Regions from separate parts of the Sus scrofa genome. Here region 2 is linked to region 1. The links are chromatin contacts, called in public HiChIP or PLAC-seq maps. All regions are on one chromosome and are shown on one strand. Each heading gives the region's core, a stretch centred on a gene start, on an enhancer-like site or on the middle of the called end of the contact. The rest is flanking DNA. Distances are from core to core; before and after follow the strand shown.

Evidence for each region. HiChIP or PLAC-seq counts read pairs in DNA pulled down with a chosen protein or histone mark.
Region 2: a contact with region 1 is called in an H3K27ac HiChIP or PLAC-seq map of alveolar macrophages. The contact joins the enhancer-like site here to the promoter of ZCCHC2 in region 1. A contact is called at or near these places in 1 of 5 promoter capture datasets (liver), 11 of 47 Hi-C or Micro-C datasets (alveolar macrophages, blood, liver and 6 more) and 2 of 2 datasets of contacts at active chromatin or transcription factors (alveolar macrophages and skeletal muscle).

What each region holds. Positions count from the first base shown.
Region 1 is chr1:159,018,381-159,026,305 of Sscrofa11.1, reverse strand. ZCCHC2 (zinc finger CCHC domain-containing protein 2) reads left to right here and starts at 4,163. Exons shown (of 14, transcript XM_021099630.1): 1 at 4,163-5,175. The coding sequence starts at 4,234.
Region 2 is chr1:159,091,678-159,099,602 of Sscrofa11.1, reverse strand. No RefSeq gene overlaps it. Among named protein-coding and RNA genes, the nearest start is that of ZCCHC2, 73 kb to the right of the region's middle. Within about 2 kb of position 4,567, at least 17 of the 83 cell types and tissues checked have an H3K27ac peak or open chromatin away from gene starts, as enhancers often do. A contact at or near this core is called in alveolar macrophages, liver, omental adipose tissue and 1 more, where this site is marked.

The sequences.
Region 1 (7,925 bases), core at 2,914-5,413:
ACATGAGGTCCTTAACCTACTAAGCCACAACAGGAACTCCAGTTCCCCAATTTCTAACACAAATCAGCAGCCTGAGGATTTTCCAAACCAAACCACTTTAGAACAAAGTTTATTTCTGGACAAGCCTCAAAGATTGGTGGATTTCAGAGTTTCTCCAAAAGTTTTGATGTGCAATTGGGGGAATTTGAGCAGCCTGGTCAATCTAAATCCTTAAGAACCTTTCTGACAAGAGGGACCATAACTCCAGTGAGACTCTAAATTTTACCCAGCACTAGTCTTCCAGAAAATGTGCCAGACACCACAGTGTTGGGTATGGATTTCCAACTGACCAATGAGAATACTGTCACAGGGTCAATACCAAGGATTTCTTTTTATTTCAAATCTGTCATATTGGGTATTTTTGTAAAGCTTACAAAAACTTATCCTTTTAACTTTAAATATGCAATTATTTTTTTTTCCCTTAAGTTGTCTATCAGTGAATACCTGTGGGTATTTTGTTTTTTTGTATGTGTCATTTTAGGGCTGTACCCACGGCATATGGAAGTTCCCAGGCTAGGGGTCTAATTAGAGCTGTAGCCGCTGGCCTACGCCACAGCAACACCAGATCCGAGCCTCGTCTGTGACCTGCACCAAGACTCACAGCGACACGGGATTCTTAACCCAAGGCAAAGGATCAAACCTTCCTCCTCATGGATACTAGTCAGGTTCGTTTCCACCAAGCCATGATGGGAGCTCCTAGAACAGCTTTTTAACTGTAATCTCTAAAGACAATTTAATATTTAATTTCTCTCAAAATAAATGCATGACCTAACTAAAGGAAATTTGTGACCTACCTAAACAAAAATATGCTTTTGAGGTAACTTAAACCCCTGACAACTTAAGTAATCAAAAATATAGATTGTTAAGTACAATGACTCTGGACACAGGTTGGTTGCTTCCCCAGCACCCATGTTTCCCTCTCCTTTCCAACAGCCCCAAACTTCTTTTGGGGGACCCATATGGTTCTGAAGAATCTACTCCACTTCTCTGGCTCCAGAATTCATAGGAATGGGCATGTAATCTAAGCCAATTCAGTTAGAATCAATCTCAGGACTAGCCTGGCAATGTTGAGATGAAGATGTTTTCTCTTCCCTGCTAGTTGTGAAAAAGGCTCCAGGTAACCCCAGGAGCTATTGGCAGTTACTTTTGGATCCTGGAGCATTACTCATTCATAGTTTATTCACCAAATATTCAGTAACATCTACTGTGTTCCAGATGTGATAAATTAAGACATGGTTATCAATGTTAAACTATTTCTATTGTAATGGGGGAAACAGGGAGGTATAATGGGAGAGGGAGCAAAGAGGTAAACATTTATAGACTGAGAGAACAAATTCTTGATATGGATCAGGTTAGCTGATGCAGGATGTCATCTGAGGTAGAAGTAGCTGTATCTAAGCATCCTTTATATGGAGTTGATTGTCAGTCTGCCCCAAACCATCCACAATTGTGGTTTTAGTGAAATATCTTGCAGCAACTCAATTGCAAAAGGGTTGCAAAGTCTCCTCAATCTTCAACCACTGGCTGGTGTCTTAATCCAAAGTACAACCTTAACTTGGAACTAGTCTTCTGGGCACACATAAACTTTTGGATAATAATGTCAACACCACCATCTTTCATTGTTAAAGAGTCACATAAACAAAGTATATGTAATATGCATAAAGTATCATCTAGGGACAAGACATGATAGCACTTTGTGTCCTTAAAATTTTTTTTTTTTTTACAGACTATATCCCTCTGAATGATCTGGATACAACACACACCCACCATTACCACAGTAATTTTATTTGGCCCATTTGAATGATTATACAGGGAATATATAAAACAGGAGGGAATCTAGAGCCAGGGTCCCCAACAGGTAGGCCCAGTGGAAGGAATACCTTCCTAGGATGTCTTATTAGAATCATCTGGCTAGTTTTTCCCAAGAAACACACCTACACCTCATCCTGGGATTTCCATCTGGGTCCCTCCCTGCTGCAGTACATCACCCTTACTGAAGGTGTTTTCTCTCACTTATGATAGGGTGGAAAAACACACCAAGGCCTTGTCTAATGAATCGCAGTATGAAGAGAGGTCTCTGAAACTTGGGCATAAGTAGCAAATTATCCAGCTGATGGATGATAACCAGAATCATTAAGTCATGGTGTGTGTCATGTATGTGCAGGAGCACGGATCACTGCATTTCCTAATATGGGCCAAAGATAGAAGGACAAAAGTAATCATCCCTCATTACAAATATGAATTCTGACCTAAAAATGTATGGATCAAGTATTGTGGAGAGTTAATTCCAAATGGCTTCTTGTTGTCAAGAAAAACGTAAAGACTGCCTAAACCACACATAAAAATCACCTCAAAGGAACACAAGATATCCAGATCTAGACAACTCACTATGAACCTGTGAAAATCTAGCAAGATTAATATTATTATTGATTGCCTAAAGTATTTCACCCTACGCTTCAGAGATGTGGGAATAGATGAGATAGGGTATGATTCCAGGGCAATTGAGGTTTGTAATAATAAAAAGGACTGTAATAATAAAAGTCCTTAGAAAGTCTTCTCCTCATTGTAATATTTCTACATTACACCCAAAGAACACAAGAAAATAGCAAATTACAAGATAGAATGGCTTTCATATATTTTACTAATCTAAAGTGTATTGAAAACAATTGTCTCCGTTTTATTGCAGGGTTCAATTGAGACTTTAGGCTTCAATTCAGCCTTTTAGTATAAAATTAGCTTCTTAGGGCAGAAAACTGTGAGGTGAAGAGGGCTCAGCTTATGGTCTCCCAACAGATGTTCAAAATTTTTCAGAAAGATTTTTTTTTTTGTTTTTTAACATATTCCTACGATATAGCTGTAGCAGGGCTTCGCACCGGCACCAAATTCAAAATGTTAGCGTTAGGCATAGAAATGTTACGTAGCAAATAAAATAATTTCCAAAAGATGGTGGCTTTGGGGGGGCTTTTGCTAACAACTGTCGTGGAAATTTCCAAAGAGCGTTAAAGACCAGAAGCAACCGTTAAGCCAGGGGCGTCCTTACCACTGCGTCTCCCCTCGGCCCAGAGCCCGTGGATCTCCCTCAGGTCGGGTTGGGTCGCCTCTGCGCCCGGAAGATTGCATGGTGCAGCCTGCACTTCGCCTGGGCACCCTCCTGCTTTCGAGGCGTCCGGGCCCCTCAACCACAGCCACAAGCCAGCCTCCCGACCCAGCTCCCCGATCCTCAACCCAGAGAGTCAACCCAGAGATCCCGGTAAAGTTGTGGTGGGAATATCCCATTGCTGACTTCCAGACAGTCGGCAGGGCGGTGCACCGAAGGAGCTCAGGTTAGCGCGCTCCCCCCAGGGGAAGCTTCGCTCCCGGGACGCGTACCATGCGGCCGCGAAGGGAACCCAGCGGCGCTGTGGGGCGGTGGCCCACGCGAAGAGGAAGGCAGAACAGGACAGTCAGTAGTCAAAAGCTGTGTTCAGGCCCTTGGAAAAGGGGCAGTTCCCCACTTCCCTCCGCACACGCGGGTCTCAGCAGCGCCTTGCCGCGCTCTAGCACACCTAGCCATCTCCTACAGTCCTACCGCGTCCTTCCCCACCCCAGCCCGCGGTCAGCCACCACACATTAGGACCGCGCGGAAACCGCCGAAAGGGAAGGCGGCTGGAGGGCAGTTGGGCGTGGCTTATCGAAGAGAGGCGTGCCCGAGGGGGTGGGGACACTACGCAACCATCGGTTCTGGCTGTTGATTGGCTGAAGTGACTGAGAGGAGCCCGCAAGCGTCTCCGCCCCGCCCGGGCTGCTCCTCCTCTTCTCCAGCGGCTTGGTCCGCACAGGCTCGCGAGGGAACCGCTCAGGCGCCGCCGCCCCAGCCCAGTGCGGACGACGGAAGAGAGGGAGGCGGAAGGAGGACACGCTCGCTCGCTTGCTCCCACCCGCACCCGGGCTCCTAGAGCCGGCGCGGAGCCCAGAGGGAGGAGCCGCGGCGGGCACGCCCCGCCTCCGGCCCGGGAAGACGACGCCAGCGACCTCGCCGGCCGGCCACCGCCCCCCTTGCCGGCCGAGACCCGCCCCCGGCCCCGGCCCCGGCCCTCCCCCGGCGGCATGGAGGGGCCCAGCTCCTGACTGCCGCGCCGCCGCCTCGGCCCCCGTCCCTCCTCCCGGCCCCTCCCTCCCGCCCCCGCTCGCATGTCCGCGCCGCCTTAGCCGAGGATGCTGAGGATGAAGCTGCCGCTGAAGCCGACGCACCCCGCGGAGCCGCCACCCGAGGCGGAGGAGCCCGAGGCGGACGCGCGGTTGTCCGCGAAGGCGCCACCGCGCCGCCGCCGAGACTGCCGCCCCCCGCCGCCGCCGCCGCCGCCGCCGCCCTCGGGCCAGCTGCGGGGCCCCCAGCCGCCGCCGCCGCCTGGGGGGCTCGGGCCGCCTGTTGCTGGGGGAGCGGCGGCGGGGGCGGGCATGCCGGGCGGCGGCGGCGGCCCCACGGCGGCGCTGCGGGAGCAGGAGCGGGTGTACGAGTGGTTCGGGCTGGTGCTGGGCTCCGCGCAGCGCCTGGAGTTCATGTGCGGACTACTGGACCTGTGTAACCCGTTGGAACTGCGCTTTCTCGGCTCGTGCTTGGAGGACCTGGCGCGCAAGGACTACCACTACCTGCGCGACTCGGAGGCCAAGGCCAACGGCCTCTCGGACCCCGGGCCGCTGGCCGACTTCCGAGAGCCGGCCGTGCGCTCGCGCCTCATCGTCTACTTGGCGCTGCTGGGCTCAGAGAACCGTGAGGCCGCCGGCCGCCTGCACCGTCTCCTGCCCCAGGTGGACTCTGTGCTCAAAAGCCTGCGCGCGGCCCGGGGCGAGGGCTCGCGAGGTGGCGCGGAGGACAAGCCCGGCGAGGACTGCAACGGCGAGGAGGACGCGGAGAAGGACGGCTCCGGCCCGGAAGGCAGCGGCGCCGAGCCCCGGCGCGGCAGCGGGCTGGGCTTCAGGGCCCAGGAGGAACTGCTGCTGCTCTTCACCATGGCCTCCCTGCACCCGGCGTTCTCCTTCCACCAGCGGGTCACCCTGAGGGAGCACCTGGAGAGGCTCCGCGCCGCGCTCCGCGGGGGCCCCGAGGACGGGGGAGTGGAGGCGGAGTCGTGTAACTTTGCCGGCCCCCGGGCCCAGGTAAGGCGTGCCAGCCCTCTGCGCCCGCAGTGTGGTCACCGCCTCGGCGACCTGCCCTGCCCGGCTTTCGGACTCCCGGTGGCCGAGCCTCACCCCACGCAGGTGGCTCGGAATCCCCTTGCCACGGCTCCCCGCCCAGTTGTACTAGCCTTCGTTAGTCTGGACCGCTCATTTCCACTGCTCCCCCCACCCCCGCTGCACACAGAGGCACCCGCCATAACAGAATGCTCTAGAAGTCTCTTCCGTGCCGGAGTTACCACGGAAAACATAGAGCACTCAGCCCGATCCCGCTCTCAGATGAAGAGTCTTGGGACTTTTTGACTTTGAGCATCTCTAGGTGCTGGGAAAGGCGAAGCGCTAGTGGAGCCCGTGTGTCGGCCGCAGTCTCGCCTCGGGCTGAGCCTTCCCTTTCTTGCCGCCTGGCGCTCAGGTCACACGTTTTAAAGCTTTGCCTTACCCCTCGGTGAGGTGTCCTAAAGGTGCTCTCCCGGCGAGTTGCCCTATTATTGACACAAATGGGCCTTTTAGCTCAGTGTGTACCTGATTTAAAAGGGGTCGTAGGATCTTGTGGCTCCTGCTCGGAAAACTTGATGTTCCCTTAAAGCGGCGAAATGACTCAAAGTAGAAATGTAGTAGCGTGGTTTGTCTGGGTAAAGTAACCTCCTAGAGTGGGTTGGTAGTGTTCTTTGCCTCTGGCGTATCCTGCTTTCTAATGAGCGTGAGTCCTGCCAACAGATTTGGGTCCAGAGATGTTTGTTGAACCTTTTTAACTGTAGGCATAAATGTTTTTTAAAAAGTTATTAAACACCAAAATGTAGTAGATGAGAATTAAGATGAGTTACTTGTCGCAAACATTAAAGAAAAAAATTTAAATGGCCACGAAAGCAATTTAATAATAATCTAGGCCCAATATAAAGTTCTTGAGCTTGACAATTTAATGGACTAGTTAGCTTTCAGATAAAAACTGTACAATAAGAGCTTACTTTCATGGTTCACAGCTATTCTAGAAAACAACTGATTTGCTTGCCATGTTTTTCCAATTAGGTGATCTCCAGGATGATATATTGGGAAGGGGATTTTTTTTTTCACTCCTTACTTGTAAGTTAATTTAGCTTACATATCTTATATAGCTGCTTTCAGTCAATACCTTGAAACTAAAACCGAGCATTGTATTTCTGTAATGTCTGTGTGGACTCAGTACCCCTAGAATCAAAGGAATTTGGGGCCCTGAAGGATTTAGCTATAATCTAGGCTGAGCCCCTCTATTTCAAAAGGAGGCTTCTGTGAAGTGACTAACTCACATTTTAGGACATACTTTATCACACTCAGGAGGTAGTAACGCTAGTATCCAGAATTTTCTTAGCTTGAAATGTTGTCTGCCAGTGTCTATTTACTACTAGCATGCAACTGTGTATATTGATGGTAAAAGCCCTTTCCACTCTCCAGCCTACTTATTAAAATAATTTCAAAAAGTCCTATGTGCTCCATCATTAAATTTAGAGAAGAAAGCCTGAACTCAGGAGCAGTACTTATATATCTTTAATAAAATTTTTTTCTTGTAATAGTATAATAAGGATATCCTTAGAGTGTGGATGTAATGAAAATGTCCCACAGTGGAGCAGTTTTATATTATTCCATTCATATCATTCCAAAAAGGGTAATCTATTTTTGATTGTAACTACTAGGAGTCTTTTTCCCCCATTAAATTTTGCTTAAAATGCGAGTGTTGGAAAGTGACTAGACGAAGGGAAGAGATGCACGCAAACCACAATAATGAAAATTTTATCTTGACTCCAACGTGTGGCCTTTTCTGGCAATCAGTGAGTGCTGGGAAGAGTGGACTTTTGTGAGGCCGGGCATCCTGCCAATTATTTCAGCACACCATTACTTCTCAGGCAGTGCCTTGTGCTGTGGCCATCAGTTGTTTGGGAATAATTTATAGAGGATCCACGTACTACAGGTGAGGCTGAAGGCTGTTTCCAGAGGCTGGTGGCGTGATGAACTTTTTTTCTACAGTAGTTGTTTAGGGTTACCTTAATAAATCAGTTACGTCTCATTAAATTGGATACTACTCTACACACTTTCTGCTTGGTAGCGTGGACTCCGAGGCCTTCAGCTGTGGCTTGTTCTGGCCTTAAAGAAATTTGGGCAGGTCTTACAGATCCCAGGCTGTCACTCTAGAAGCGACTGAAGCGGGTGGATTGATTTCAGCCCTGGTTCACTGCAGTCCAATCCAGCTGTTTCGCAGCCCTCTGCCGCCTGCTCACAGTTGGAGAGTGGGCCCATATAGGATTGTGCGGGAAGGCGCCCAGGCTTGCGTGGAAGCACTGCGGTGCGCTGGGGGGCCCCGCGATCACGAGCGGCGGTGGACCCACAGACAGCGATCCGGGGCCAGTCTTGCAGGGCTCCTCCCCTCCCCCGCCCTGCAAGATGGCGACTGCACGCCTCCCACGTGACTGGCGCTGGCCACGCCCCCGAGGGGGCAGCCGGGACTGACCGTGCTGCCTTGGGGGGTGGCTTTGGCCCCCGTTGGGCGAGGTGAGGGGCACACGGCGGATCAGAGAACTATGCGGGTGATGTGCTCTGGGAATGGGAAAGGGAAATTTTTGTAGCAGCGTTTTATTGCCCCAGAAGTAACCTTTTTAGACACATAGATGTAACATACATGTAATTTAGCAGTATTCGTAATTGGTTTAGAAATAACTGTTAACTGTCTTAAGATCATTCATATTAAACGGGTGGTGCAGAAC
Region 2 (7,925 bases), core at 3,318-5,817, 73 kb before region 1:
GAATACCCCCTTGTTTCTCTTCTCAGTGGGTCCTAACACTACTCTCCTTAGCTGTCACCATCTGCTTTTCCCAGGCTTCCTTCTCCCACTTGAGCACTGTAAGAAGGGGCCTGGGAGTTCTCTGGGGACCTAGTGGTTAAAGATCCGGCATTGTCACTGCTGTGGCTCAGGGTCAATCTCTGGTCCGGGAACTTTTGCACACTTCGGGTACAGCTGAAAAAAAAAAAGGAGCCCAGCTATACGTCTCTCTGGCTCCCCTCCAACTCTAAATAAGCTTAGGAAACATTTTTGAAGCCATCCAAGGCAATTTAGTGCTGGTGAGAGCAGGAAAACAGCCAGAGGATGGGGATTAAAAATAACAGGAAAATTATAGGAAAGCTTTAACATCTCTAATAGTCATCCTTGGAACCCACTGTGTTGTGATTAAATCTAGATCTGCTCTTTCTCAGCCCCCCACAGGATCAGCAAGTCAGGTCTTCCCAGCCCTCTATCCCTGTGTCACTGGTAGGGATCCCTGTGAGTTTTCCTGTTTTCCCTCTCCTTCCTCTTCTCTATACCTTCCTGCCTTAAATGAAAGATGCAGATGTTAGGCTCTTTGGTCTACAAATCAGAAGTCCTCTCCAAATCAAATAGCTTTTTAGCTTTTTTCCCACCTGGTATAGTTATCTTAACACATTCCCCTCCCATCTGTGTGCACATGATGCACCTGAGTGCTGGTTGAGCAACTGTATAGATTTTTGTAGATGCCGCCCCTCATCATGTGGAATTCTATCAATACTCCATATAAAATTGTGTGTGTGTGTGTGTGTGTGTGTGTGTGTGTGTGTGTGTGTGATGTATATCTATATATAATTCTTCTTACAGTACTTATGGTAGCTAAGTCACTACATATGCTAACTTGGTAAAACCTCTCTAGAGAAAATACAAGGTGAGTTTCCTTCAAGCTTTTGGCCCCAACATTTTTTTTCCAGCAATGGGTCAATACATAACCTTGCTTTATGTGCATTTCTGTTTGAAGACACCTTCCATAATATACATTGCTAATAAATCCCCTTGAACTATGACAGCAACACTGACACTCATGCCTAAAGGAAGTTTATCCAGCCCACGTATTTTCTCCATGAGGCAAGTCACAGATTCCTTGCACTTAGGACCCCAGACAGCATTCCAGCACTACATTTGGGGGCATTTTAAACCATGAAGTCAACAAAAAGCAGATATACAGTTTCATCCACAGATGCAGAACCTGTAGACACGAAGAGCCAGATGTCCTAAGACATTTTATGTAAAGGACTTGAGCATCCATGGATTTTGATAAATCCCCAGGGTCCTGGAACCAATCCCCTGGCAAATACTGAGGGATGACTGTACAGAATCCATTAATAATGAGGTTCAATTCTACACACACATGCACGTACACATATGTACACACTCCTACACATTCATATACACACACACGTATATACACTCATACACATACAACTATAACTCTGAGGGCAGATACCATCTGTCTGTGTTGCATGAGTCATGATCTGAGCCAGGAGTTCTAACATCAGGTCACCAGTATATACACCATACCTTGCTTGGGGCCTGGCACGTTGTCCAGTAAGGTCAATCACACACCCATACAGAGACTACCCTCCATCTACCATCTACTTGAGGTCCATAAAGGTTAGACGTAATTTTGTAAAAGCTACCAATGTGATTTTAAAGTTACTCATCACATCCTCAGCTTCATCTGATACATAATTTTTACTGTTATAGTTTTTACACTGATGTAGCTCTTCTTGGATCAAGAAAACACATTCATGTAGTTTCCAAGCCTATGGTGTCTATTTATATGTAAATGGATTGTCTATTCAACCATCTTGTGGCAATGCTGTGGGTTTTTTTTCACTTTTAAAGTCCAGAGAGGAGTTCCCGTCATGGTGCAGTGGTTAACGAATCTGACTAGTAACCATGAGGTTCCAGGTTCGATCCCTGGCCTCAGTCAGTGGGTTAAGGATCCAGTGTTGCCGTGAGCTGTGGTGTAGGTTGCAGACATGGCTTGGATCCTGTGTTGCTGTGGCTCTGGCGAAGGCCAGCAGCTACAGCTCCAATTAGACCCCTAGCCTGGGAACCTCCATAAAGAAAGAAAGAAAGAAAGAGGAAAAAAAATCCAGAGAAACCTTGTAGTGAACAAGGTTGTCCAGAGGCCCAGTGTCATGTGTCTTAACCCCTTAGTAATCTGGTTCTGGTACTACAGCCATTTGGGTTTCTGGGCCCTAAAGGGGGCGGGGGTGCTCATAAGGAAGTGCAAGATCTTTTGGAGGAGAGAAAATAGGCACATCTCCACCTAGTGGTCAAAAGCAAAATGTGGGAACCTTGAGATGGGTTTATCCATTAGGTGTCGGTCTGTGCGCCTAAACCTGGGCTGCTTTTCTTGTGAATCAAAGGCTGGGGAGAGGGGAAAAAACCAAATGCGTTAAGGAAAATCCACCAGGATTACTGTAAAAAATATGAAGGTAGTCCATTATGAGCTTTGGAATCGTAAATTCGAATCTAAATTCCAGCTCCACCGCTAAAGAACTATGTAATTTGGGGCAAGATCAAGTCTCAGCTTCTCCATCTGTAAAATGGGAATGACAACACGTACAGCATGTTTACTTTAATAATTAAATAAAATAATGCATATAAACCAATTAGCACTGTGTCTGGAACACAGAAGAGAGTCAGTAAAGACAGATAACATTGTTACATCTGTTTGAAAGGAGAAAGTATTTCCTACAAAGACAGCACCTACATGTAGCATACATGCATGCGTTATCAATAATAAGACAATATGGACTATAAAAAATATGAAGAATAAGAATGCTGTATAGTTTAGTGCAGTAGGATCTATTGAATTATCTATCAAATAGCTAATGCATTAAATAAAAAGAATCCTACATTAAAAGACTGAAAGTTTCTACATATTTCAGGTTGACTCTCCATTTCAGTGGAAATGCACAGATGGTGTTAAATGAGTCATATTTATTTCCTTTACACCCACTAAAAATAAAGGGCGGTAAATTAGAGACAGCTATTTGGAAGGATGTTCCAAATAGATAATGGACAATTATTTTCTTTCTAAGGAAATGGCATGTCTTTAAAATATATTTCTCATCCTACTGATATAATAGTATTTAATATCATGATCTTGTCTTAGCCTCATATTACAGAGGTTTGGATGGATGAGAATGTGGGAATTCAGGGGAAAAAAACAACCAGCAGCACTGGGGCATCTCCATGCCCTTCTCTCCCTCACCCTTATAACTGGTGTTGGTCTTGTGGTTTTCTGCCTGCTGTTGACCCTTCCTATTTCTTATGGGTTGAATATGTCCTTAAAAAGATATGTTGAGGTCCTAACCCTTGGAAGCTGTGAATGTGACCTTATCTGGAAGTAGGATTTTTGCAAATGTGATCAAGATGGAGGTGAAGATGAGGTCACACTGGGGGAGGGTGAGCACCCAAGCTAATAGGACTGGTGTTCTCATTAGGAGAGTGGAAGAGACGCAGAGCCAAATGTCATGTGAAGACAATGGCATGCACACAGGGAAGATGGTGTGAGGACACAGAGTGAGCACCATGTGATGCTGAGAGAGAGACTGGGGTGATGTGTCTACAAGCTAAGGAATGCCAGGGATGGTCAGCAACACCAGAAGCTGGGAGAAAGGCACATATCTTCCCTTAGCGCCTTCAGAGAGAGCATGGCTCTGCTGACACCTTGATCTTGGACTTGGAGCCTCCAGAATTGGGAGAGAATAAATTTCTGTTGTTTCAAACCATGTTTGTGGTACTTAATTAAGGCAGTCCTAGGACTCAAACACACTACTTCTATCAAAGAGAAGCCCCAGAGTGGCTGGGTGGTAGGTGTTTATCTGAGCAGTTTTTAATCACCTGAAATTCTAACCTTTTAAAATCATAGCGAGCTACCTCTAAACAAGAGGGATGAGGGGATTGAAATCATTTGTGTTCTGACCACATTGAGCAAGAGGTGATGTGGAAAGAATCTAAACATTTAGGGTCTTTGCACAGATCTCTTCCTGCCTGGGTGAGGAAGAGATGGGGATTTTCCTCCCCTGGCGGCTGAGAGCCATCTTCAGAAGCTTGGGATGCCAGGCCACCTAGCTGCCTCTGTTTTCATGAGGATGATGTTCATTTAATCTGCCCATGCCTGACCTTTTATGGAGATTTTTCAGGACATTGGCTTGTTTTTTCCTTCCTTGCTACTTGCCCTGCTGTCAGGGACTCCACCCCAGTGTAACAGGTCCATTCTGCTTCTCTAGTCAAGGGTAAAGGGAACTCAGGCTATTAAGCGGCGAAATATCCTCGGTCAATTAACTGCCACACTATTTAAATCCGTAATATGTTAACTCGGCTTATTTGGACTTAGGAAATGCTCCATCATCCTGTTGACACAGCGCCTGAAAGAAAAAATCAAATGCCAAGAGCCTTACGCAAAAGGACTTCCTTGGCAGCATAATGTTTGTATTTGAAAACAATTCCGCTAGGTGGCGCTCCATTGAAGGTTGGGGCCAGGGTCCAGGCGCTTCCCTCAGTCACAGCAGGTAATGGGAGCAATCCCGGAATGAATGAGGTTGTCTAGAAGGCAGTCCTAAATTGCTCTGACAGATTTAGGAGATGATATATCCTTGATTTTCAGATTAGACCGAACCTCCGACTGCTTCCCTCATTAACAGCCTCCTCTGTGATCAAGGTTCTCCTACCTCCGTCCCTTGGGCTCGGTTGGGATCAACCCACAACCAAACCACAAAATCAAACGGACACAAGTGAAAGCAGTCCTTCAGGGCTCGACGTAGAGGGCCGCTCTCCATTACCGTTAGCATCCTGCCTGGCATAGAGGTGCTTGGCTGGCAGAAAAGGCATTGTCAGCGTCTCATCATGGTACCGGCAAAATGGAGAGGACACTTTGCTCCCACTAACACCCTCTGGATCACTCCGAGAGTGACCTGCTAAGAAGGATGGGATGGTTTGAGATGACAGGATTAAGTGCATTTCCAATTGGAACTGAGCCAACTTCTTGCATCAAGATCACTTATAAATATATTTAACCATGGGCATCAGAGGTAGTCAGGCTAAAAAGGGGGGGGGGAGGGCTAAAGAGTGAAGAAAAAACCCTCTAAGAATAGCTGTCTGGCTGCCACTACTCTACACTTTGAAAGAGGCATGCCCTTTGTAGTGGCTGTGGAAGAGTTTGCTTTTCCTAAATGACAAAGGTTCTGTTGGACACCAGCCTTTTGACATCCTCCTGATCCTCAATTTCCTCTGCTGTAAGGTGGAAAAAGTAGTTCTTTCCTGGTGGTGCTGCGATGAGGCTTACAAGTAAAATATGAACGGCCCTAGCAGGTCCTCAAGAAATAACTCGTTCCTTCTTATCCTACAGCTCTTCTAAGAAGTTTGGAGGAGGGCTTTATAAACACAAGAGGTTGACAGAATTATTACAGACCAATCACCAAAGCTAAGCTGCTGAAACTTTGGTACAGATTTTTTTTTTTTTTTTGGTCTTTTTTTGTAGGGCCATACCTGTGGCATATGGAGGTTCCCAGGCTAGGGGTCGAATAGATCTGAGCCTCATCTGTGACCTACACCACAGCTCACTTCATGGCAACACTAGATCCTTAACCTGAGGCCAGGGATTGAAACTGCATCCTCATGGATACTGGTCAGATTCATTTCCGCTGAGCCATGAGGGGCACTCCTGGTACAGATTTTTTTTCCTGTACGTATAGCTAGAGCAAATCCCCTCATCCCCACCTTCAGTTTGGAGGTTGGTTATTGCCTTATGAACAGTGGGGAAGGACACATGAGGCTCCCTGCTGCCTTCCAATTTGCTGGCCGAATGACTCTAGGAAAGGAACCAAAAACAGAGCCAGGTGTGCTGACTTCCCTAGAATAATCTGGGCACTAGAGCCTCCTGACAGATGCACATTCTGCATTATCCCAGGGATACTGTGAGATAGACAAATCTGATAAGAATGCCTTCAATTTCTTCTTCTGTCTCCCTTTCTTTCTTCCCTCCTCTGTCAGTGAAGTTGCAGGCCCCCATCTTTCTTCCCTTTTCTCCTTTAGTAACACTTGATCACAGGGAAAAAAAAACTGATTATCAGTAGCTTTACATCAATGGACATTTGTACACTGCTCTTCTCTAGATGGGATTTCCCTCATTTATTCACCACCAAGAAGGTGGTGGAGGTGTTTTGGAAGGCAGGGACTTTCTGACGTCCCTGAGATCACCCCCAAAGGACGCATCTGCCGTTCACTCTGTATAAGCTGTTGGAAGCATGTCGATCTCAGAAGCCACGCCCATGTAGCAGGTGGAGGTTTGAAACAGTTGGATACATGCTACTAGAATTCCTGAAAAATAGCAGCAAAGATCCATAAATAAACATTAGAGATGAAATACAGACTGTTTGGCATTTAACATATTTTTAAAATATTGTTTACCAATTTCTTTCCTCTTTGCCAGTCGTTAGAGTCGCCAAGTGGCTCTTTAAGATTTGGCCCGGCCCCCACCTCTCTGATGATGAGCCCAGCTTAGGGAAAACACGATCTGAATGCAAACAAGCCAAATGTAAATTTGTGCCTGCTCAAATCTCTAGATTTTATTCCATCCCCACGTTAAGCCCGGAAGGAAAAGGTAGCCTTAGGATGAAGGGCACGTGCTTGGCTTTGACAGTTGAGAAGCCAGGACAGGAACAGCAGGTATGAAGCTCTGCTTGTCAGCATTTTCTGCTCCCTCTTCCAAAGCAGGGATTGCTAATCCTTTGCTCTCATGGAGCAAGGACGCAATCCTCAGTGCAACTGTTTGAGAGTGGGTGTTGGGACATACTCCCTTAGAGCTTCAAGTGGGTCCCCAGTGGGAGGGCCAAGGCCAAATTTCAATAGTTCAGTTCTCTAAGACAGTGCAGAGCAGGTCTTTCAAAAGAAACTACTGGTTGCCCCTAAAATTACTGCCAACTCCATGTTGTCTGATACCTAAAATCCTATCATTAGAACATCCCTCCCTGGAGTCCATAGCTTTGGAGCCTACAAGACAGACAGAATACTAAGTCTTCTGCATATGCTTACTCATTTGATTTTCACAATCCACTATTATTACTATTTTACAGATGAAAAAGATCGAGGCTCAGAGAATGAATTACCCGAGATCCTACAGCCAGAAAGGGGCAGGCAGAGTTATCAAAACTAGGTCTATTTTATTCCTCAAGACCCTTATTTCCTCCACTGTTACGTCACACAGCCTTCAGTGGGTGAGGATTTGAGGAGACAGGTGAAGAGGGCAAGGGAGGCAGAGAAATTAAATTGCGGAGAGAAAAGAGAACAGGAGGTAGGCTGCAGGGCCAGAGATAAATCTCCCGATCTCAGTCCTACCTTGGGCTGGGCCTGATTTGAAGTAAGGGCACCTCAGAGTGGAAGCTGCCATATCCCCCCGAATCAAGTTGCCTTCATCCAACAGGATTCAGCAGATTGGGCAGCCAAGAGGAGAAGCAAATGACAAATATCCATTGTGTGATAAAGGTTAACCATCGAAATGTAAAAATCAGGGTCGGTGCTGTTGTTATTATAAAATTATATACTGTCATTATTCTCCTGATATGAATGAGGGTCACATTTTTTGGGCAGAAACTCCGGAAATATTATACCTGCTCCAGGGAGTGGACCTCATGTATTGCTTACCTGGAATGGATTCTTTTTAAAACTCCCCTACTATGGAGTTCCAACTGTGGCTCAACATGTTAAGGACCCAACATTGTCTCTGTGAGGATGTGGGTTCAATCTCTGGCCTCAATCAGTGGATTAAGGATCTGGTGTAGGTCACAGATGCAGCTCAAATCTGGTGTTGCCATGACTGCAGCTCCAATTTGACCCCCTAGCCTGGGATC